7 separate regions of the Mus musculus genome follow, and regions 1, 2, 3, 4, 5 and 7 are each linked to region 6. Evidence: chromatin contacts called from public HiChIP or PLAC-seq and promoter capture Hi-C data. All regions are on one chromosome and are shown on one strand. The core of a region is the stretch at or near the end of the contact, and the rest is flanking DNA. Distances in the headings are between cores, read along the strand shown. Region 1 overlaps Wwox (WW domain-containing oxidoreductase). Region 2 overlaps Wwox (WW domain-containing oxidoreductase). Region 3 overlaps Wwox (WW domain-containing oxidoreductase). Region 4 overlaps Wwox (WW domain-containing oxidoreductase). Region 5 overlaps Wwox (WW domain-containing oxidoreductase). Region 6 holds the start of Maf (avian musculoaponeurotic fibrosarcoma oncogene homolog). Region 7 overlaps Wwox (WW domain-containing oxidoreductase).

What was found. Promoter capture Hi-C pulls out the DNA fragments that hold promoters and counts their contacts. HiChIP or PLAC-seq counts read pairs in DNA pulled down with a chosen protein or histone mark.
Region 1: a contact with region 6 is called in an H3K4me3 HiChIP or PLAC-seq map of neural tube, with 5 times the contacts expected there. The contact joins the enhancer-like site here to the promoter of Maf in region 6. A contact is called at or near these places in 12 of 39 promoter capture datasets (the 3T3-L1 cell line, the C10 cell line, the HPC-7 cell line and 5 more), 1 of 15 datasets of contacts at CTCF or cohesin (large pre-B cells), 3 of 484 Hi-C or Micro-C datasets (all in uterus), 12 of 115 datasets of contacts at active chromatin or transcription factors (T-cell acute lymphoblastic leukemia, craniofacial prominence, embryonic forebrain and 9 more) and 1 of 9 other capture datasets (embryonic stem cells).
Region 2: a promoter capture Hi-C map of trophoblast stem cells shows a contact between it and region 6, with 7 times the contacts expected there. The contact joins the enhancer-like site here to the promoter of Maf in region 6. A contact is called at or near these places in 5 of 39 promoter capture datasets (cranial neural crest, embryonic stem cells, liver and 2 more), 1 of 484 Hi-C or Micro-C datasets (bone marrow-derived macrophages), 13 of 115 datasets of contacts at active chromatin or transcription factors (T-cell acute lymphoblastic leukemia, bone marrow-derived macrophages, embryonic basal ganglia and 9 more) and 2 of 9 other capture datasets (embryonic stem cells and liver).
Region 3: a contact with region 6 is called in a promoter capture Hi-C map of pre-B cells, with 7 times the contacts expected there. The contact joins the enhancer-like site here to the promoter of Maf in region 6. A contact is called at or near these places in 13 of 39 promoter capture datasets (the 3T3-L1 cell line, the C10 cell line, the HPC-7 cell line and 8 more), 1 of 15 datasets of contacts at CTCF or cohesin (large pre-B cells), 10 of 484 Hi-C or Micro-C datasets (B cells, CD4 T cells, CD8 T cells and 7 more), 16 of 115 datasets of contacts at active chromatin or transcription factors (T-cell acute lymphoblastic leukemia, VIP interneurons, bone marrow-derived macrophages and 12 more) and 2 of 9 other capture datasets (embryonic stem cells and liver).
Region 4: a contact with region 6 is called in a promoter capture Hi-C map of liver, with 4 times the contacts expected there. The contact joins the enhancer-like site here to the promoter of Maf in region 6. A contact is called at or near these places in 15 of 39 promoter capture datasets (the 3T3-L1 cell line, 3T3-L1-derived adipocytes, the C10 cell line and 11 more), 2 of 15 datasets of contacts at CTCF or cohesin (large pre-B cells and stem cell-derived epiblast-like cells), 27 of 484 Hi-C or Micro-C datasets (the AML12 cell line, B cells, the C2C12 cell line and 21 more), 17 of 115 datasets of contacts at active chromatin or transcription factors (SST interneurons, T-cell acute lymphoblastic leukemia, VIP interneurons and 12 more) and 3 of 9 other capture datasets (embryonic stem cells, embryonic tail and embryonic trunk).
Region 5: an H3K27ac HiChIP or PLAC-seq map of thymic regulatory T cells shows a contact between it and region 6, with 18 times the contacts expected there. The contact joins the enhancer-like site here to the promoter of Maf in region 6. A contact is called at or near these places in 12 of 39 promoter capture datasets (the 3T3-L1 cell line, 3T3-L1-derived adipocytes, the C10 cell line and 6 more), 4 of 484 Hi-C or Micro-C datasets (CD4 T cells, LSK cells, bone marrow-derived macrophages and 1 more), 21 of 115 datasets of contacts at active chromatin or transcription factors (DN3 thymocytes, SST interneurons, T-cell acute lymphoblastic leukemia and 17 more) and 2 of 9 other capture datasets (embryonic stem cells and liver).
Region 7: a promoter capture Hi-C map of 3T3-L1-derived adipocytes shows a contact between it and region 6, with 5 times the contacts expected there. The contact joins the enhancer-like site here to the promoter of Maf in region 6. A contact is called at or near these places in 10 of 39 promoter capture datasets (the 3T3-L1 cell line, 3T3-L1-derived adipocytes, the HPC-7 cell line and 5 more), 1 of 484 Hi-C or Micro-C datasets (bone marrow-derived macrophages), 10 of 115 datasets of contacts at active chromatin or transcription factors (astrocytes, bone marrow-derived macrophages, embryonic forebrain and 7 more) and 2 of 9 other capture datasets (embryonic stem cells and liver).

What each region holds. Positions count from the first base shown.
Region 1 is chr8:114,715,761-114,718,460 of GRCm38.p6, forward strand. The region is part of intron 8 of Wwox (WW domain-containing oxidoreductase); the gene reads left to right. Among named protein-coding and RNA genes, the nearest start is that of Gm16118, 9.0 kb to the left of the region's middle. Within about 2 kb of position 1,276, at least 16 of the 459 cell types and tissues checked have an H3K27ac peak or open chromatin away from gene starts, as enhancers often do. A contact at or near this core is called in embryonic limb bud and neural tube, where this site is marked.
Region 2 is chr8:114,909,531-114,912,230 of GRCm38.p6, forward strand. All of the region lies in intron 8 of Wwox (WW domain-containing oxidoreductase), which reads left to right. Among named protein-coding and RNA genes, the nearest start is that of Gm39257, 50 kb to the right of the region's middle. Within about 2 kb of position 1,266, at least 15 of the 459 cell types and tissues checked have an H3K27ac peak or open chromatin away from gene starts, as enhancers often do. A contact at or near this core is called in trophoblast stem cells, where this site is marked.
Region 3 is chr8:114,880,999-114,883,698 of GRCm38.p6, forward strand. The region is part of intron 8 of Wwox (WW domain-containing oxidoreductase); the gene reads left to right. Among named protein-coding and RNA genes, the nearest start is that of Gm39257, 79 kb to the right of the region's middle. Within about 2 kb of position 1,308, at least 79 of the 459 cell types and tissues checked have an H3K27ac peak or open chromatin away from gene starts, as enhancers often do. A contact at or near this core is called in B cells, CD8 T cells, the HPC-7 cell line and 4 more, where this site is marked.
Region 4 is chr8:114,750,583-114,753,282 of GRCm38.p6, forward strand. All of the region lies in intron 8 of Wwox (WW domain-containing oxidoreductase), which reads left to right. Among named protein-coding and RNA genes, the nearest start is that of Gm16118, 44 kb to the left of the region's middle. Within about 2 kb of position 1,344, at least 8 of the 459 cell types and tissues checked have an H3K27ac peak or open chromatin away from gene starts, as enhancers often do. A contact at or near this core is called in liver, where this site is marked.
Region 5 is chr8:114,800,261-114,802,960 of GRCm38.p6, forward strand. All of the region lies in intron 8 of Wwox (WW domain-containing oxidoreductase), which reads left to right. Among named protein-coding and RNA genes, the nearest start is that of Gm16118, 94 kb to the left of the region's middle. Within about 2 kb of position 1,376, at least 38 of the 459 cell types and tissues checked have an H3K27ac peak or open chromatin away from gene starts, as enhancers often do. A contact at or near this core is called in DN3 thymocytes, T-cell acute lymphoblastic leukemia, memory CD8 T cells and 2 more, where this site is marked.
Region 6 is chr8:115,705,593-115,708,292 of GRCm38.p6, forward strand. It overlaps Maf (avian musculoaponeurotic fibrosarcoma oncogene homolog), which reads right to left and starts at 1,302. Exons shown (of 1, transcript NM_001025577.2): 1 at 1-1,302. The coding sequence starts at 1,271. The coding sequence ends at 159.
Region 7 is chr8:114,848,091-114,850,790 of GRCm38.p6, forward strand. The region is part of intron 8 of Wwox (WW domain-containing oxidoreductase); the gene reads left to right. Among named protein-coding and RNA genes, the nearest start is that of Gm39257, 110 kb to the right of the region's middle. Within about 2 kb of position 1,416, at least 11 of the 459 cell types and tissues checked have an H3K27ac peak or open chromatin away from gene starts, as enhancers often do. A contact at or near this core is called in 3T3-L1-derived adipocytes, where this site is marked.

The DNA.
Region 1 (2,700 bases), core at 26-2,525, 990 kb before region 6:
TGCATTATCACTTTGAAATTAATTAATTTTTGCATTTGGGCATCCTGCAGTATAATAATCACTAATGAGAAACTCACGGGGACTAATTCTTAGCACAGTGCCCCCTACCGGCAAGGTCATGTCTCTGCCGCCCTCTTCCTCCAGAGGGCCACAGGACAAGTGTCCTAGGAGTTCTGGGAGAGGTGATTATTCCTCCCGCCTCGAATTTATGATAACATAAAAAGAATGAGCAAAATGGAAATACGCTGTTTTAAATGTTGTTTAAACCAAGATTTTTTTTTTTTACCAGTAGCAGTCCCTAAAATGTCTTAAAGGAAACCAAAGTTTGCTGAGAGTGTTCGCATGATGAAGTCACATCACCAAGGAGTTTTGTGTTGACACCTCTGCCTCTAAACTGCGTTTTATGTATAGTAATGTGTGTGCCAGATGTTAGCATACATGATACGGCAAGGTGTGCAAATGACATCATATCAGTATAAACCTGACCTGTGCTGTTACCTAACGGCGTAAGAGATTTACCAGGGTGGTTATGGCTATTGGTGTGTGCTGTCTCGTTTGAGAGCTTCGAAGCTCTCAGCTGAGGGGCACCTTGGCAACTTGCACCTGACCTCGAGACACCTCAGGTATCTATCTGCCTGTTTTATTTTTCCCTCACAACACTTCTGCAGGGTCAGAATGAATTGCATCTGTGCCAGGAAAAGCCTACCTAGCCTGTTCAAGAAAATGCCATCCTCGCCTCCAGAGCCTTCGCCAACTCCTTCCAGCTCCATTTCCTTAGTCAAACACACCGTAGCGCCCCTGCCATGTGTGTCTGATTGTGTCGTTATGTTTCCTCTTTAAAGCATTTGACAGCACCTTCTTGACCCACTCCCCTCTTTTTTTTTCCACATTAGTTTTGAACGCTGGTAAACAACCTCCTTGCCAGAGGTCTCAGGGCCAAGCCAGCCCTCTATGGCTCCGAGTGTAAATTTCAAGTTGAGCACAGTCACGTGCCTTGAAGGGTGTTTGGAGCAACCAAATATTTGTGTTGGCAGGTAACTGTCGGAAAGAATATCATGTGTTGGGGTAACAAGAGCTTAGCAGATGTTTTAGGGAACTGTGTTTTCATATCAGTTCACTTTTTTTTTTTAAAATGGCTTGAGTTTGTAGATCTTCTGAAAGGATTGGGTTTCTCTTCCTGTAGCCATGAAAAGGCTGCCATTGTAAGGAGCCCTAACAGATGTGTGGCTACCCGGCTAATGGATGGGCCTGCAATGCTAGGTCCCGTTGCAGAGCTATAAATTACAAGCAGAGAAAGCACAACATAGCGTTCTCCTAACCTTACGCAGTGCCAAGCTGGGTAACTCTGCCCTTGGATAACCCGCGGCCTGGTGATTTATAGTCGTACAACTTTAAAGCATAATGAAGGGCCTAATAAATGTTGATTTGTTCTTTAAATTACTATTTTTAACAAAATACATCCCTCAAAGGCCTGTAGCTGGCTACTCTGAAGGTGCATTCAAGGACCCACCTCATGTCTGAATCCTTATTGGTATATTGGCGTGCCCCATACAAGGAGAGACAGGACTAACAGGGACTTTCCAGTTTCTCTCTCTCTCTCTCTCTCTCTCTCTCTCTCTCTCTCTCTCTCTCTCCCTCCCTCCCTCCCTCCCTCCCTCCCTCCCTCCCTCTCTCTCTCTCTCTCTCTCTCTTTCTTTCTTTCTTTCTTTCTTTCTTTCTTTCTTTTTTTCTTTCTTTCTTTCTTTCTTTCTTTCTTTCTTTCTTTCTTTCTTTCTTTTCAGTTGAGAAAAGAAAACACACCCTGCAACATGGAAACCCATATTCCTTGTTGATCACAGTATTTTGAGCCTTCCAAGCATGGGTGGAATTCGCTGATTTCTGTGTTCCCCCAAGCCGAGGTATGGCAGGAAAGTAGACTTTGGGGACCTCTGCGGCCGGGCCACACATGAGCTTTCTCACCACGGCTTCTCCAGAGGCTCAGCTCTCCTCTTACAGAGGGCTACCTCCCTGCAGCCTTCTTACCTGAAGGTGATCATTATTAGCTTAGGGCTCATTAGTCAGCTTTCCATTCTGCCCAGAGCTTTAAAGTGTGTGGCGTTTGCTTAGTCCCAAGGCCCGGGCATGTGGCGGGTTTCACAAGAGCCAAGAACTTGGAATCTTTAGGCAGTTGTTTTAAAGTTTCGTTCCCCTGCTTCTCTTCAGTCGTTTTGTAATAATTCAACCTGCCTTGGGTCAAATGTCTGTATCCGTGCGGTGACTATGAGCTGTGAGCTCCTAATTCACATGGAAAGATGGTTGGAATAAGATCTAGGGGGTCTTCTTTAATTTTTTTCGTAGATTCTGTAACCCTGAGGCATCCAGAGGTATGCTTGGTCCCTCAAGTGGGAAGTGCCTTTCAAGGCTGTCTCGGCTTTCACTTCATGCTTCCGAAGTGGCTGCAGGAGTGGTGATCACTGCGTCCTGAACACATTCTGAAAGCAAAGTGGGGCCGTATCATTCTCCACCCCTTAGCTCTTTCTCCATAAGAAGAGGATTCTGACTCTGAGCTGCTCTGTGAGTCATCTTTCCCTGCTCCCACTCTCCGAAATTAAGTCGATCGTCCCTGTTCCTGGCGGATGGATGATGGGAGGCTAACAAAACACAGAAGTGACTTTTTGTAAAATAGAAGAATCAGCCATCCAGTGGCTTAGACTGTCTACC
Region 2 (2,700 bases), core at 16-2,515, 800 kb before region 6:
TAACCTCTGAGCCATCTTGCCAGGCAGCCCCCAGAGTCAAGAGTTTTCATCTAAATTTTCTCTAGCTTGGAGCAGTTCTTACAGACAAGGACTGTGCAGTAGTTATAAATGAAAGGCTGAAAAAAAGAAAAGAAAAGAAAGGAGAAGCAGCAGCCAGTTTCCATAGCCTTTATCTACTTCCATAAGGAGTGTTTACAGAAAACTCACCCTTGCAGAGGGGCATGCTTTCAGGGTTAATCTGATTTATCGGTTATTGATTTAACAAGTACTTTCCTGGACCGTGCCAAATTCCAGGCCGTGTTCTAAATACTTACAACTAGTAACTCATAGTCCCCTGTCACGTCTGTGTATCTTTTAAGTCAGCCAAGCAGGGTTTGTATGAAGTTTCCAAGAGATCCAGTGCTGATGCTCCTGAGATGGTTGGTTTAGTTAGATGGAGGGAGAGGAGGGAGGGAGGGAGGAGGGGGGAGAGGAAGAGGGAGTGGGTGGATAGTGTATGTGTGTGGAATTACGTTTTGGGGTTTGGGGTATCACCCCCCCCTTTTAACATGATTTTCTGATCATACATATGGCTTCCTTTCACTCGCTGTAAAATTCAGAAGGGAGCTGGAGACATAACTCAGGAGATAGCTTGCTTGGTGCGCCTGGAGCCTTGAGTTCATTCCCCAGCAACGCGTAAACCAGGTATGTGGTAGTACAGACACTTAGACTCCCATAACTCAGGAGCTGGAGGCAGGAAGTTCAGGGTAATCTTCAGCTACTTTGAGACCTTGAGCCAAGCCTTGGCCTTGGGCGGCCATATGCAAGAGAAAACAAAGGAAGGAAGGAAGAAAAGATAAAATGTAAAAGATATTTAAAAAAAAAAAAAAAAAGTAAAGTACTAAAAAAAAAAAAACCTTTTTTTAGGGCGGTAGCTCAGCTGGGAAAGCCCGCTTGCAAGCTTGCAAGCTCTTGCTCAGAGGCTCAGAGCCCTTGTAAAAAGCCAGGCCACCGTTGTACCTTATCAGAATTCCTGAGCTCCTATAGGAAGCTGGAGGGAAAGGCAGGTGAATCCAGGAAGGGCCAGGTAGCCTGAGGACACGCAGCGGGAAGGGAGCTGGAGATCGTGTTGGGAACAAGGGAAGGCCCTATACCCAGCTTGTCCCCTGACCCCTGTGTACTGTAGCACACTTGGATTCACACTCACACACTTGGGCCCGCACTCTCGCACACTGTGCTGGTGTATATACACGCCACCACGGCCCTTTCTCAAAGAACTCAAAATCCTAACACGGGGACCATTCATCCATCTCAAAAGGCTGCCAGAGAGAGAGAGAGAGAGAGAGAGAGAGAGAGAGTAAAGAATCTGGTTATAAGAGGATTTTCTCCACTTCGTTCCATTTAAAGTTTTACAACAACAGGGCCACTGAATATTAGGGAAAGATGGTGGTTTGGTTTCATGAGGCCAGTATCTTTTTTTTTTTTTAATGTGTACTATCTTATTCCATAAAGCTAGCATAGAGCCTATCTCCAAGTAGGAATTCCCCTGAATACTGAGGAGGAAATTAAGCCAATAAAAATTTTAAAAATTAGCATGCCACCATACCTAAAAGAAGAGCATCTCAGACCCTTGTCTGCCCCTATTACCAAGCTCACCCTCTCCCACTCGGAAGCGTGAAAGACTGTCCACTCTGCTCTTGGGCATGCACTGTGCCCGTGACCCCCTGCTGCAGAAACCCAATGGCTTGGCGTGCAGAGCCCTCTCTGCCGAGGGTGGGCTCCGTCGCCGGTCGCTGGGAAGGCACATTGTTCGACTCCGAGAGCCCACAGTCTAAAATCATCATCATGCATTTTCATCAGGATGAAATATCGGGCGCTCTGCTCAGCGCAAGGTTTTATTAATGATGCGCTGTCAGGGCTGGACGTTCTGCATATTTGCATATTAAACAGCTGAGTGAAGAAACATTCCTTTTATTGCTGCAGGGAATAAATCAGTTTAAAGCAAGCTCTCATCATTTATACTCCTTTCGGCTAAGTCTTCTTTTATTGAAATAAATTGTTGAAGTGCTTTGCTCATTCTTCGAATACTGATGAAATTTACCTTGATAGGACCCGAGGAGAAATAATATTTCCTTAAAGGTGCAGTATTGTCCCACTTTTCCGCATTACTTTAATTCATTATTGATAAGTTAATTTAGAAATATCAAGCGGAAGGGACAGAAAAACAGGTCCGAACAAAGACTGTTTCCTCTGGTTGATGTTTGCCAATTGCACCTTTATTGGCAGAGCGCAATAAAAAGCAGCAGGGGCTCCAGAGAGGGGCTCAGGGCTGAACGCCTGCTGTTCACACAGAAGATCTGAGTTCCGGGCCCAACATATACAGCCACCTGTAACCCTCAACGCAGGGAACACAGTACCGTAACCACACATATGTCACACACGTGCAGACAAGCAGGTGCGCGTGTGTGTGTGCGAGCACACACACACACACACAAATAAAACGAAATAAAATTTTGAAAAAAGAAACAAACCTATTGTTTTTAATGCCTCTGTATGCCTTCTCTAAGGAGCTGTGAGTTGCTTTTATATTAAAATCTTGGTCTATCTCACCCTCAAGCAAGGACCAGAAAGTCCAGTTATTTTCAATTACGCATTATGCCCGCCTCGGGTAAAGCTCACGGGCTCCTGGCAAATGCTTTTGAGTTCCTGTCTATTCCTTAC
Region 3 (2,700 bases), core at 58-2,557, 820 kb before region 6:
CAGTTGGGGCATAGTCTCTGCTCCTGTTCTTTGGAATAAACAGGCTCCCGATTCAATGATGTTTTGCTTCTGTGGTTTCTTTCTCTTCCTGTTAGAAAATGTGGTGGCTGCTCCCCACCCCCCACCCCCACCTCCCCCACCCCTCACCCGATCACCCCAGCTCCTTTTGCTTACTGGAAGGGAACCTCTTTACTCCTGCTCTGAGACTCCCTTTAACCTTTCTGATTAATGGAAACTGGGGAAACAGTGGTTGACATCCAGAACCCAAGGGTGGTGTGGCTGTAAGGGCAGCATAGGGAGGTGCGGATAGGAGGCTCAGAGGGATCATGGGCAGCCAGCCTAGCCTACTAGACAAGTTAAAAGCCAGCGAGAGACCCTGTCTCAGAAGAAAAAGGAGGCTCATGGCCTGAGAATGAGCACCAAAGATTGACCTCTGACCTCCACATGCATGTGCATAGACGTTCACATGCACCGGCACTTGTGCACACACACACAAACATTCTTACACACAAAGACACACCGAAAAATGATAATTGGTGGATTTTTAAAAACTCCATATTTCTGAAATTCAAAGCATCCTTGCAAAATAAGTGCCCAACGACAGACGGTGACAAGAACAGGCCACTTAGCCTGGAAAGTAAAACGGGGAAGACATGCCCCACCCTCTCCACAGAAAAGGGTGCAGAAGGCCTTCAACCTCCAGGCCACCCTGTGATAACTGCTTCACGCAGTCAGAGCCAAGGCCTGGTCGGGGGCCCATTCTTCCTCTGGCCCTAGTTAGGTACCTACTGGGCTTGAGCTTACTCCCCTGGCCCTGAAGGGTACCGAGGAATGTGGGCTGACAGAAAGTGAATCACATGCCTTGAGTGCCTACCACTGCCACCAGATTCTACCTGATCCTCCTTGTTGCCCTATGGCGATCAGCCCCTTCCCCCTGATGGTGCAGGCAGGCTAGTCACCAGATTCCCTAAATGGAAGACTGGCTGCTTTCTAGAGCTTTTTTTCTTCTGCATGGGCAGAGGATTCCCTGTGGCCCAAGTGGACAGGGTGGAACAGGTGGCATCCAGCAGGCTCACCCAGTGCCTGTGTGGTATGTGGCTTCTCTCCAAGACACCTGCTCTGCTAATACACACACACACACACACACACACACACACACAGGCACGCTCGCTCTCCAGAGCTCTCCCACCACTCTCAAGCTCTCCTGATCCTTTACAGTAAACACCGCCCTCAGCATGTCTCCTCTAGACAGTTTCAAGATGAGGAAGGTGCCGTTTGTAGTCCCTATTAATAGATGGGCCACCTGCAGCTCTGAAGCTGGCTGGCAAGGGTGGAGTGACTTGCTGAAGGCCCCTGGTGGCTGGGGTTTGTCAGTGTCTGAGCCCAAGAGCTTGCTGGAGTCTGGCTTGCTTTTCTTGAATCTCGCTGCCTCCTCCTTATGACTCACTGTCCTTTCCCATCTTCCTTCCTTCCTTCCTTCCTTCCTTCCTTCCTTCCTTCCTTCCTTCCTTCCTTCCTTTCTTCCAGGGTTTTCTCCCAGGCAGGCAGCTTCAGAAAGGGACAGTCCTGCCGGCCTTGGGCTCTGATAAGATCTGTCTGGGCTGCCTTTGTCTGGGCTGTACCTGCCGTTTCCTGAATGGCCCTGTTAATTGCAATTGACTCTCACAGAATGCAGAGATTGGTGCCACTTGACACCAGATGGATGGCCATGACTTTTCCAGGTGCCCCAATGCAGGCTGGAGGGGAGAGGGGGGAGGGAGGAGGGGGGCAGGGCACTGGAGCGAATCCAGTTACAATAAAGTGCATCAGAACTGGAACTGGGCAGCTTTTTTGTTTCCTCTCTCTTCCTACTCACCGCCTCCATAGTGAAAGGACTGTAAAAGAACTCTGGAGTTCCTCTGGAGAGGTGGTGGAGAGTTAATTTCCTGCTGTAGCAGGCTTCTTGTCCTTTATCAGCTTCTAGCAGCCCTGGGCTAAATAGAAAACCCATTTTAGTGGTAGACAGACTGAGGCTGAAGAACCAGCCTGCTGTCCGATGTGCGTATTTGTTGTTTATTGGGTGGTACGGTGGGAGTGGAATAGGGACTGGGAACCGAGAGCCGGTTCAGCTGAGAGCCCCAAGGCCCCTGGAGGCCTTCTGTCGTCACCTGCTCCAACCCACGGAACTTCAGGCAGGGCATCAACGTGGCAGATGGGAGGCCCTGGTTCCAACAGTCCCCATAGATCATTTTGTAGGACCCTCCCATCAAATCTGTGGGGTCGGAATTATCCTGTCATTCTGTACATGAGAAAACCAAAGCTTGTGAAAGGTAATGTGTGTGTGTGTGTGTGTGTGTGTGTGTGTGTGTGTGTGTGTGTGTGAGAGAGAGAGAGAGAGAGAGAGAGAGAGCATACTCACATGATCCTGTTCAAGGTCACATGACGGTTCATTAGCAAACTGAGTAAACTCCTGTTAGTTCTAAGGACAGTTGCCCTGGGTTCCAGAAACACAGTGGTTTTCTCCGATTGAGCTGTGTGGTCAGGGCCAAGGCAGAGCAGGGACCTTATGGCCATTGGAAAAATCAAAAAAGAGGATTTTTTGGGTGTTTTTGTTTTTGAGGGGGGGGGGGATACATTGGGTTTCCTTCTTAAATTCAGTACATTGTTGGGTGACTCCACCACTCAAGACACACTCCAGATACAAGAGTAAGAATGTTAAGC
Region 4 (2,700 bases), core at 94-2,593, 950 kb before region 6:
AAAGGACCCAATCTTTACCCAAAGAGTTCTCCATGTCTCCTGGCCTGGTTCACGCTGAGCCAGCCAACATCTGCATTTCTGATAACAGTTTGCTTCCTTATGCTTTTTGAGGGCACTTTTAAAAAGCTCCACAGAGTAATTTGCAAGCATGTCCTTCACCATGCTGTTTCTCAGAAGTGGTGACCTGGGGGACAGGAGACCTCTGCCCGTGTGGCATGGGACAATGGATATTCTGCCACTTCGTACCCCACAATGTCACAATCCCACCTACAAAGAAGAGGTCGAAAAACTTCACTCATGTTCTTGCTCGGCATCAAATAACTTTTTAATAACCAACACTCCCTGAATATTTATCCCTGTATCAAGTGCTTTTAAGTTTTTTTAAGTTGCAAATAATAGTATTGCTGTACACTTGTAAGCAAGGAAATTAAGTTTCAGGGAGGTCTGATGGCCAGCTGGATGTCACACCATTGGTAAATGACAGACTGCCTGCCAGCACCAACACACTTCCCGGGACTGTGTTGTATCTCTCTCTCTCTCTCTCTCTCTCTCTCTCTCTCTCTCTCTCTCTCTCTCTCTCTCTCTCTCTCTCTCTCTCTTTGTGGATGGGGTGGGGAGGACCCATCTTGTTCATCCATATCCTGAATCTATCAAGAGTGCCAGGTACACAGAAGATCCATGATACGGTCTCAGTAAAGAAGGGAAGTCATAACTATACATGTGGTCAAGTTATTTCCAGAGATGGGGGCGGGTGTCTTAAGTCTGCAGGGAATGAAGCTTACGCGTGTTGGGGACCACTTTATAAAAATAGCACCTAGAAGTGCGTCTCCCTGCGTGGGAAGGGCTTCGCATTCAGCTTCATGTTTAGTAGCTCAAAGGTTGAGCTCTATAGTGCAAAACCAACCTGTAGGTGCTTTAAACAATCCCAATGAAAAGATCCGGCTTCTTCCCTTTCTCTCCAGACCTTCAAATGGGAAAGGCATTTTGGAATTCCTTTGAGTTTGCTGTCGAAGCTTAAGGGAACAATAGTCTGTGTTGACTCTTTGAAATGGATTTATCCTGAAGAGCATGACATAGTAGTTTCTGCCTTCCGGGAGAGAAGCCAGCTCCACGGGAAGAGGGGCCTCTGTGTTGAGCAATGCTCACCCCAAAAGTTTTGTCCAGTATCGGGGACTCCCTCAAGGTTTACTTTTTTGTTTAAAGTGGGTAGAATTCCTCCTCTCCCCTTTTGGGTAGTTTTTTTTTTTTAATGGTCTTTAGCAACTGAAGTAAGTGACAGTGGTCAGTGGAGGCGGACAGTAAGATTTATAATGTATTTGTGCTAGCTGATTGCCAACTGAACCGGTCTTTCCCAGCGGTGCTGTACGCAGACTTGGAAAATCAATAGGGATTAACCTCTGACCCACTGCACATACTTATACTGTGGCTGCATCGCTTACCAATATTTCATCTGTTTCACTTAGCCGCTGTTACTTATTCAATAACGTGTGGCCGATCGCACAAGATACTAATTAATTTTTTAAAATGCACCATCGCTTGAAGCTCTGATGAAATAGCCCACCTTTGGAAATTAAGGCCCTTTTTGGTTTATTTATTAAACTCACATTAATTAGCCCTAATTTAAAAAAAAGTTATGGGACAGCATTATGATATAAAGGTTTGCTTTGTTACAAAACTCGCTGTGGTTGGTTGGCACCAGGGGAGATGTCTGGCTGGAGAAGAGCAGGTGTCCCTTGACTGTGCTGGAAGATGGCTCCCGTTCAGTAAAATTTGCTGGTCCTACTTTTTGAGCATACTTTTTTTTTCCTTTCCCATTAAAGGGACAGCTATAGATAAACAGACAGTGACATGAGCCCAAGGCTTCATTACTTTAAAGAATCAACATCACTGTCAATGCATGGTGCCTGTGTGCTCACCGGTCTGCACCTGTGTGTGTTTCTGGTATGAACTGCTTTTAATTTGTCACAGCAACAAAATTTGCAGTGATATAATTTTGTAATCTTTTCCCTTTAATCTTTGGCATATGTTAAAGTATTGTGCATCTGTCTTCAAATTGAAAGTATTGTATGTTTTCTTCATTCTTCCTCTAAGACTCTTTTGTTTGCGTTTTTTTTTTGTTTTTTTTTTTGTTTTTTTTTTTTTTTTTTTTGTTTTTTTGCTAGTGTGCTTACCCCCCCAGAGTTTACTTACAGTTTGTTATTGATCCGGCAGCTGGAGTTTGAATTGGTCGATGCGCTCTGTAACTTGTTTAAGATACCCTACCTGAGCTATTAGCTTAAATAATGTATTCATAAATTGATTAATCATTACAGTAAAACTTATTAGCCGCATTTATATCTGCGTGTTACCCACAATTGACTTGTAGTCTAATCATCGCGGGTGCTTAAGCAGAGGCTGGGTCCACATTACAATTTAATAATAATCAGGCTGGGAAACAATGGTGTTTGCATGGAGACCGAGAGCGGATGCAGGCTGAGCTCCCGGGGGCAGCTTCTCACCTTCCCATCAGTCTCCTGCCGAAAACGAGCTGCAGGGAATAGACCCGAGATCCTCAGGAGCAAGTGACTGTGCTCACAATGGCCATTCTATTCTGAAAGCCGCGTTCTTGAGCGTGAAGTGAAGGAAGACTGTCTTTCACACTCCCTTTCTCCAGCAGCTCCATCATGGCGGCTCTCCGTGCATGACTCTTTTCTCCTGGCT
Region 5 (2,700 bases), core at 126-2,625, 910 kb before region 6:
AAAAAAGCAGGAATTTGGGGGCAAAGGAGAAGGGATCAGCTTCCTTCTTTACACACAAATGAGATGTCATTTTGCCAAATGTTCATTAGAGCTGATGCTTGCTCTAGGTGTCAAACCAGGGAACAGGAATGTGGCTGTGGCTGTGGCTGCATGTGGTGGCTGCACTCGGGGCTGCTTTATAGTAGTCCCTTCCTATGCACTGTGTTTCCTCTGAGTCTTCTAAGCATTTCCTTGTTTTACAAAGTGGAGGGCTTTTTTTTTTTTTTATAAGATGTGTACTCCTCACTGTTAAGTATAGCTATCTATTGAATTGAAGGAGTGTAGATAAAATGAAAAATTTCAAAACATTTATTTTATTCTCAAGGATGTATAAATCTGTGTGTGGGTATGTGCGTGTAAGTGCATAGGTAGCCATGGAAGCCAGAAGTAAATACATGCCCTGAAGCTGGAGTTACAGGCAGTGGATGCTAGTTACTAAATCAATGCCCCATCTCTCCAGCCCCTTAATTTAAACTTTTGAAGGGCATTAAGACTATTCAGGGAAGGGCTGGTGGGATGGCTTAGTGGAGCCTGCTGGCAATCCAGATGGCCTGAGTTCAGTCCCTGGGACCCACATGTGTGAAGAACCAAGTCCTACAAGTTGTCCTCTGACCTCCCTGAATATGTGAGTGTGGTTCGTGTGTATATGTACACAGACACACACTCTAAATTAAGAGAGATATTCAGAGAAGTAACATATATTAATAGTTTACATTTTGAATGTAAAAAGCAGTTTATGAAAATGCATGTACCACATTAAAATCATTATACTAATACACGTATATGCATAGTACAAGATTCTGAACTAAATACACATATATACACACAATATATGTAGTTATTTATATATATAAATATATGTGTGTATATATATTTGTGCACAGGTATGTATATACAGGCATGCGTAGAAAAAGCTGCAGAAAGAAACACATGAGGGTCAGAGAGATGGCTTAGAGCACTGACTGCTTTTCCAGAGGTCTCAGGTTTGATTCCCAGAACCTACATAATGGCTCATAACTGCTCATAATTCATGCATGTGGTGCAAAGACATATATGTGGGCAAAACACCCATGCACATAAAATAGATAAATTAATTAATTAATTAATTAATTACTAGATCAGTAAAGAAATTATTTTAAAACTGGAACAAAAGAAACCCAGCAAAATGTCTGTAGCCCCATAGGACGAACAACAATATGAACTAGCCAGTACCCCCCAGAGCTCCCAGGGACCAAAGCACACATGGTGGGACTCATGGCTCCAGCTGCATATGCAGCAGAGGATGGCCTAGTCCGACATCAATGGAAGGAGAGGCCCTTTGATCTATGAATGCTCTTTGCCCCAGAGTGTGGGGAAAGCTAGGGCCAGGAAGCAGGAATGGGTGTGGTGGTGAGCAGGAGGAGGGGGGAGGGGATGGGGACAGATGTTTTTCTGAGGGGAAACCAGGAAAGGGGATAACATTTGAAATGTAAATAAAGAAAATATCCAATAAAACAAATGTCTGTAGTTACCTAATGAACTTGGTCAGATAGACCCAGGTTCAAATCTGTCTCTATCACTCATTGCCCATGTGATGTGACGTCGACTCTGTGGTTTGACAGCATCCTGTTTTCCTTCTGTAAGGGGACAGTTAAAAAAAGAAACACTTGTCTCCCAGGGATACACGTCACTGGCCTATGTACACGTATGGCACCTGAATGTGCCAGGCTAGAGTTTAGCTAGAGCTTTTCCTGTGCCCTTCCTTTGTCCTTCGCTCCTCCCACTGGAAGCAAGGGTTACTTTTATAATATGAAAAATGAATGTAGACTTAGCCAAGGGCTGGTGAGCCTATTTCCATGGTCTGGTATCTTGCTTGACACCAGAGGGTGTCTCCAAATGGAGGATTCTCGTGATGGGAATTGGGCAGAGCTAGTCTTCAATCCAGATTTGATCCTGATGGGTTTCCTCACATCATCCCTCCTAGACCTCCCGAGCTCCCACAGACACCAATTGTAAAAGAGCAGACATCACCTGCCAAAGACACTCACTTGACGATGCTTGATCTCCTGGGACCTAGCTGTGGAAACTCGAATGAAGAGGGGAACCTGACTCTGTAGGGCGTGATAGGGCCTGTGTTCCTCCGGCTGGAAAGATGAAGAATATCACAAGGAATCTGAATGAAGGAGAAGAAAGGCGTTCTGCACAGTACCACAGTGGATGTTGCCAGGTCTAAACTCACTCTCTCGCTCATTCAGCCTTTGAATTTTGGTAGGAATCCTTAGAGTCCAAGCACTCAGGAAAACCATGTTGCTTGCAATTGTCATGGAGCAAAACTGAGGTAGCAAAAGCCCGTCTGCAAAGGTGGAAATTTGCCTTGGAGTTGGACCTTGGCAGAAGGCTACATGAGGCCTTAGGTAATCCAAAAGGCAGGTGTATGCCCAGTTTTTGGTTTTTGGTTTTTATTTTTTATAAAAGACTCAGCAATACTTTGTGAGTAAATGGTTCCTACATCAACCTTCTAAACTGGCATGATGTCAAATGATAATTCAGGGAAGGCATTTCTACAGGAAGCAGAGATAATAAGCCCCGAGTGCTTTTGTTTTCTGCCTTTGTTTCTTAATGCAGGGAAAACCTTCAGCCTCCCAGTTAAAAACCCAGATGAGGGGCTGGGAGTCGTCACAG
Region 6 (2,700 bases), core at 52-2,551:
GTGTGTGTGTCTGTTCAGGGCCAAGGGGAGCAAACTCGCCAGGGGAGGGGGCGAGGTGGTGGCCGAGCGAGCTTGGCCCTGCAACTAGCAAGCCCACTCAGGAGCGGGACCCCCACGGAGCATTTAACAAGGTGGCTAGCTGGGATCGCGTGTCACACTCACATGAAAAATTCGGGAGAGGAAGGGTTGTCGCTGCTCGAGCCGTTTTCTCGGAAGCCGTTGCTCACCAGCTTCTCGTATTTCTCCTTGTAGGCGTCCCTTTCGCGCACCAGCCTGGAGATCTCCTGCTTGAGGTGGTCTACCTGCTGCAGCAGCTGGTTCTTCTCCGACTCCAGGACGTGTCTCTGCTGCACCCTCTTGAAGCGGCAGGACTGGGCATAGCCGCGGTTTTTCAGGGTCCGCCTCTTCTGCTTCAGTCGGATCACCTCCTCCTTGCTGACCCCGCGCAGCTGCCGGTTCAGCTCGCGCACCGACATGGTCACCAACTGCTCGTCCGAGAAGCGGTCGTCGAAGTGCAGGCCGCCCGCGGCATGGTGCGGGTGCAGGGCGCCCCCCGCCCCCGCCGTGCCCCCGCCGCCGCCTCCGCCGCCGCCGCCCCCGGCGCTGGCCGGGCCACCGCCGCCCGCGCCACCCGCGCCGCTCGCAGAGGCAGACGCGCCGCCCGCGGCTCCCGGGGCGCCGGCCGTCGGATGGTGGTGGTGCCCCGCGGCGTGGTGGTGGTGGTGATGGTAGTGGGGTGCCGCGCCGCTCTGCGCGGCGGCCGCGGCGATCACGGCGGACACCACGGCGGCGGCGGGGCCCATCTCCTCGCCGCTGCCGCCCAGGGAGGCGCCGGCGCCGGCCCCCGCTGCCGCGGCCAGCTGCTGCGCTCCCCGCGCATAGCCATCGAAGCCACCCTGGAGCTGGTGGCTGTTGCTGATGAGCGCCTCGACCGCGTCCTCCGGGCTGAAGCCCAGCGCCTCCGGGTTGAGCTGCTGCGGGTAGCCGGTCATCCAGTAGTAGTCTTCCAGGTGCGCCTTCTGTTCGCTGCCCGAGCCCGGGCTGGGCGCCGAGAAGCTGGGGGACGGGGGCACCGAGCTGCAGGGCGTGCTCATGGGGGTGGAGGACAGCGAGCCCCCGGCGATGAGACGGCCGCACTGGCTGATGATGCGGTCGGTCTCCACCGGTTCCTTTTTCACTTCAAACTTCATCAGATCGAAGTCATTAACATATTCCATGGCCAGGGGACTGGTGGGCAGGTCGGAATTGTTCATTGCCAGTTCTGAAGCCATCCTCCTGCCTCCGCCGCCACCGCCGCCGCCGCTCCGCCAGATGGGCTGCAGGAGAGGGGCCAGCGGGCTGTGCTGGGTGGCCAGCGGGTGAGCCAGCTTGCCGGGCTAGGGCGCTTCTAGCTTGCGCGGCGGTGGCTGTGGCCCGAAAGCTCGAACGTGCACACACCCCCCGCCCTGCCCGCAGCCCCCCGCGCCCGCCCTCCCTCCCCCTGCTCACGCCAATGTGCTCTCTCTCTTTCTCTCTCTTGCTCTCTCGCTCTCTCTCCTCCGCTCGCCCCGGGCCCCCTCCTCGCCTGCTCGCCTCCCTGAGCTCCGATCCCGGGCGCTTCAGGCTCGGGAAGGTCCTCCGCGGCTGGCGGTGACGGTGGTGATGACAGCGGCAGAGAGGATGCCGGAGGAGCACGGCCCGGTGCGCGGCGTCCCCGGCTCGCCGCTCCGCTGCGCGCTTTGCATAAGGAGGGCTCGCCTAAGCCGGCCGGGCTGCAGGCGGGGCGCGCGCGGAGGCTGCTCCGGGGCTGTGTGGCGCGGCGGGTGGCTGTCCCGGAGGCGCCGGCCTCCACACCGGAGTGGTTAACACTTCACGCTTCTCTCCTCTTCTGCCTGGCTCTTATGGTTACTATTATTATTTTCTTTTCTCTCTCCGGATCCCTCGCGTGCGCGCGCTCTCTCTCTCTCTCTCTCTCTCTCTCACCCTCTCCCTCCGTGCAAAGTGCAAGACCGAGGTGCAGGCCGGCTGGAGGCAAGGGAGGGGGGAGTTAAGTTCTTTCTTCCCCCACTTTTTTTCTTTTGGTTTTGGTTTTTCTTTTCTTTTCTTTTTTTCTTTCTTATTATTTTTTTAAAGCAAAATTGCAAGTCCTGGGCCAAGGCAAAGCCGAGAGCAAAAGGGTTGGGGGGAGAGGCCGAGCGGACGAGCAGCCCGAGCTACAGCTCCAAGATGAAAAGAGATTTTAAAGCCTCTGATCCCAGCGAGAAGAGTTTAAAGCAATTGCTGAGTTTTATAGCACCCGTGACGTCAGGCTCAAATGGGAAATTGACTGGCACTCTCCGCCAATGGGAGGCGGCGAGAGCGGCAGCGATTAGCATAATAGTATAGAAACAAGGAAACTTTTCGGAGCTGTCAATCACAGCCCAATCAGCTGACTGTCAGCTGGGACAGGTTTGCTTAACCCTTGCGGCGCTGCTACTGGGGCGCAGCCAGGGAGCAACACCCCCCACCACCGGCCGGTGCGAAGTTTAGTGCACCAGGGGACAGAGTTTACTAAAAGGGCGGCTGGAATCCGGTAGGACCCGGGAGGATGGTTTGCTTTCCTCGGAGTTCGAGAGAGGCCTGCCCGGCTGAACCGCAGCTCTCATGCTGCAGAGATCCGCCAGAACTCCCCTGTCCCCTGCCGGTCCCGCACCCTGACAACGTGCATTTATTTGTCTTGCA
Region 7 (2,700 bases), core at 166-2,665, 860 kb before region 6:
TCCATGATCACTGGTATCTTTTGTGTGTGTGTGTGTGTGACTGAGAGAGAGAGAGAGAGAGAGAGAGAGAGAGAGAGGGAGAAAACGTGTGTTTATTCATGCAGATGTAATTATACATGTGTGTGTACTTACATACACATGGAAGCTATACCACAAGATCACCTTTGGTATTGTACATTCCCCCCCCCCCCATTGGCCCAGAGTTCACCAAGTAGCTGATCAGTAAGCCCCCGGAAGCTGCCTATCTCTGACTCCCTGATGCAGGAGTAATAAGCAAGAAGCCATGCAAGATTTCTTTTAGGCATCAGTTCTGGAGATTACACTCAAGTCAGCTTTACCAACTCAGTTGTCTCCCCAGCCTTCATTGGTACCTTGCGTGGGACATCTTTCTCACATGGAGCTTGATCGCAAGAGCTCACTCATATCCCTGTTTGCTCTCATGGCAGCCGAGGCCTCAGGAATTGCAGCTAGTTGCTTGGACAGTTGGAGTTCGGCAGAGTTAGTATTTTGCTTCCAACGCTCGTTGGATCCCTAAGTCAACATCCAGGTCCTGCTTGGTGGTTCTCAGACACTACTCCACGTTTGGACAATATTAGATCGCCCAATAGCGTGGACACCGGATGCAACCGGAAAGCTATGCTCAGCCAGGTTTCAGTGGTTGCTGATGACAATTTCTCCTCTTTCCCAATGCAGAGATCAAGACAAAAATGTAAATCATCTCCAATTAGGGGGCTGCGGTTGAAATGTTCCCCCTTTGAGGAAGACAGGAAAATTCTCGGCCTGTCTGGCTTTATCTGTGAACCGACGGGATCTCTCAGGGGCTTTAAATTAATCAATCAATCCAAAGACATTGAACTGAATCTCTACCTCTAGTCTGGTACTTTGAGATGTGTTTTAAATGAAAAGGAAGCAAAGGGCTGGCTGCCTTGCTCCCCGCATAGCCCAAGGCTGCCTGCCCTGGCTGGGGAATTGCCAGTCAGTTCAATCACACAGCCGCTCTGACCGGTGTTTTTCACTAAACTGACCCCAGTTGTGTGTAGACACGGTCTCCAGAGAGGGACATCACCTCCTTCCCAGCCCTCACCATCTAATCGTCCCTGACACAAGTCTTACCAGAAATGCAGCAAAACCCAGCCCTGTCAATGACCATTACCTGCTCCTGAGTGTCAGAAGAGCACCTTGAGACAGGTGCACAAGGGCACGTCCCTAGACATCTGTGTTAGGAAGTGCCCAGTGTAGACAGTGAGGCAGGGGCCACTGAGTCTCCGTAGTAACGGGGAGGATGCTGAAACTTCTTAAGGGGGCCTCGGTCCACGAGTGTTCTCAGAATAATGTCCATCCCCAGGAAAAAACTGGCTGTGCGTGACAGCTGCTGAACGGCGGCGACGTAGCAGTCTCCTGGAGGTCACTCTATAAGTGGGTCAAAGAAGTTGGATATTGGGTTCCCAGGCAAGGGTTACAGCTGCAGCTCCAGCCCCGTGTTGCTGTAGTTGCTGTGTTAGGAAAGAAATGTTGAGCAGAGGTTACATCTCAGTGCTGGGGCATGTTCTTAGAATCTGCAGGGCCCTGGGTTGAAGAAGGGAGAGAGGGAGAGAGCTTGGGAAGGCAGCCTGTCTCCTAGGCTCAGGATTTGCATGTGACGTCCGCCCACTTTAATACCGGCCTCTCATTTGTTCCTGTTTCTTGCTTCATATTTATTTGTTTGCTTCATTTCTTTTGTGTGCCTGTGCACACGAATGGAGGTCAGAGGACAGAGTGCAAGGGTGGGTTCTCTTAGTGAGGCGGGGTCTGTCAGTCTCCAGTTTCTGTTTCTGCTAGAGCTCCTAGATAATCCAGTTTCTGCCTCTCATCTGTCCCCCATGTCCCCTTAGAGGTGGTAGGATTACAGATGTGTGCAGGATTACAGATGTGTGCTCCCACACCCAGATTTCTGTGCGGCTTCTGGGGATAGAACTCAGGCTGTCAGTTCTGAGCCACACTCACTTTTGCATGCCAAACCATCTCAGCAGCCCCTGACTTCATTATTTTCAGCCCTGCAGAGGCCAAAAGTCTATGCTCCCGGAAGGAAAGACAGGGGCAAAAGGGCAGCAGGTGACCTCCCCTAGGGACCAGCACCTTCATTTTGTTTAGGCAAGGTCTAAAGAGGGGGCGGAGAATCTGCAGTATCCATGCAGCTAGTCTGTCCACTCTCTCTGTGCAGCGACTCCATGGAGTTGACCTACAAAGAATGAGGACCTTCAAAGAATAAATCGCTGTGGGGTACTATGAGCCTCTCTCTGGTGTTTTGGGGAGGAGTCTGTCCTGCCTTGAAGCCATCACAGTGCTGGGGGGGAGGGGGAGGGGGCGGGGGCGGGGAGGGACGGGTATAGGCTGCCGTGGGCAGACTTGGGGATAGAGAAGGACATGCTTCTAGAATCTCCACTGGATGTGACCATCAGCCTCGCTGTGTGGGTGTTCAGGTCATTCAGTTTCTGCTGAATACATAGGAAATAGATGTGAAGGCTCCCACTTGACAGATCAGGCAATCAGGACTTGGGGAATTACCATAGACAGCCACTGCCTTCTGCCACTCTAAGCAGAGGGATGGGCGGAGCCTCTCTGAATCCCGCCTACCCTCTCCGCCTTTGAGACTGGACCACCTAATATCCACCTCCTAGTTTTCAACAGATGGGAACTGAGCCCTTCTCCTCTTGGGAATTA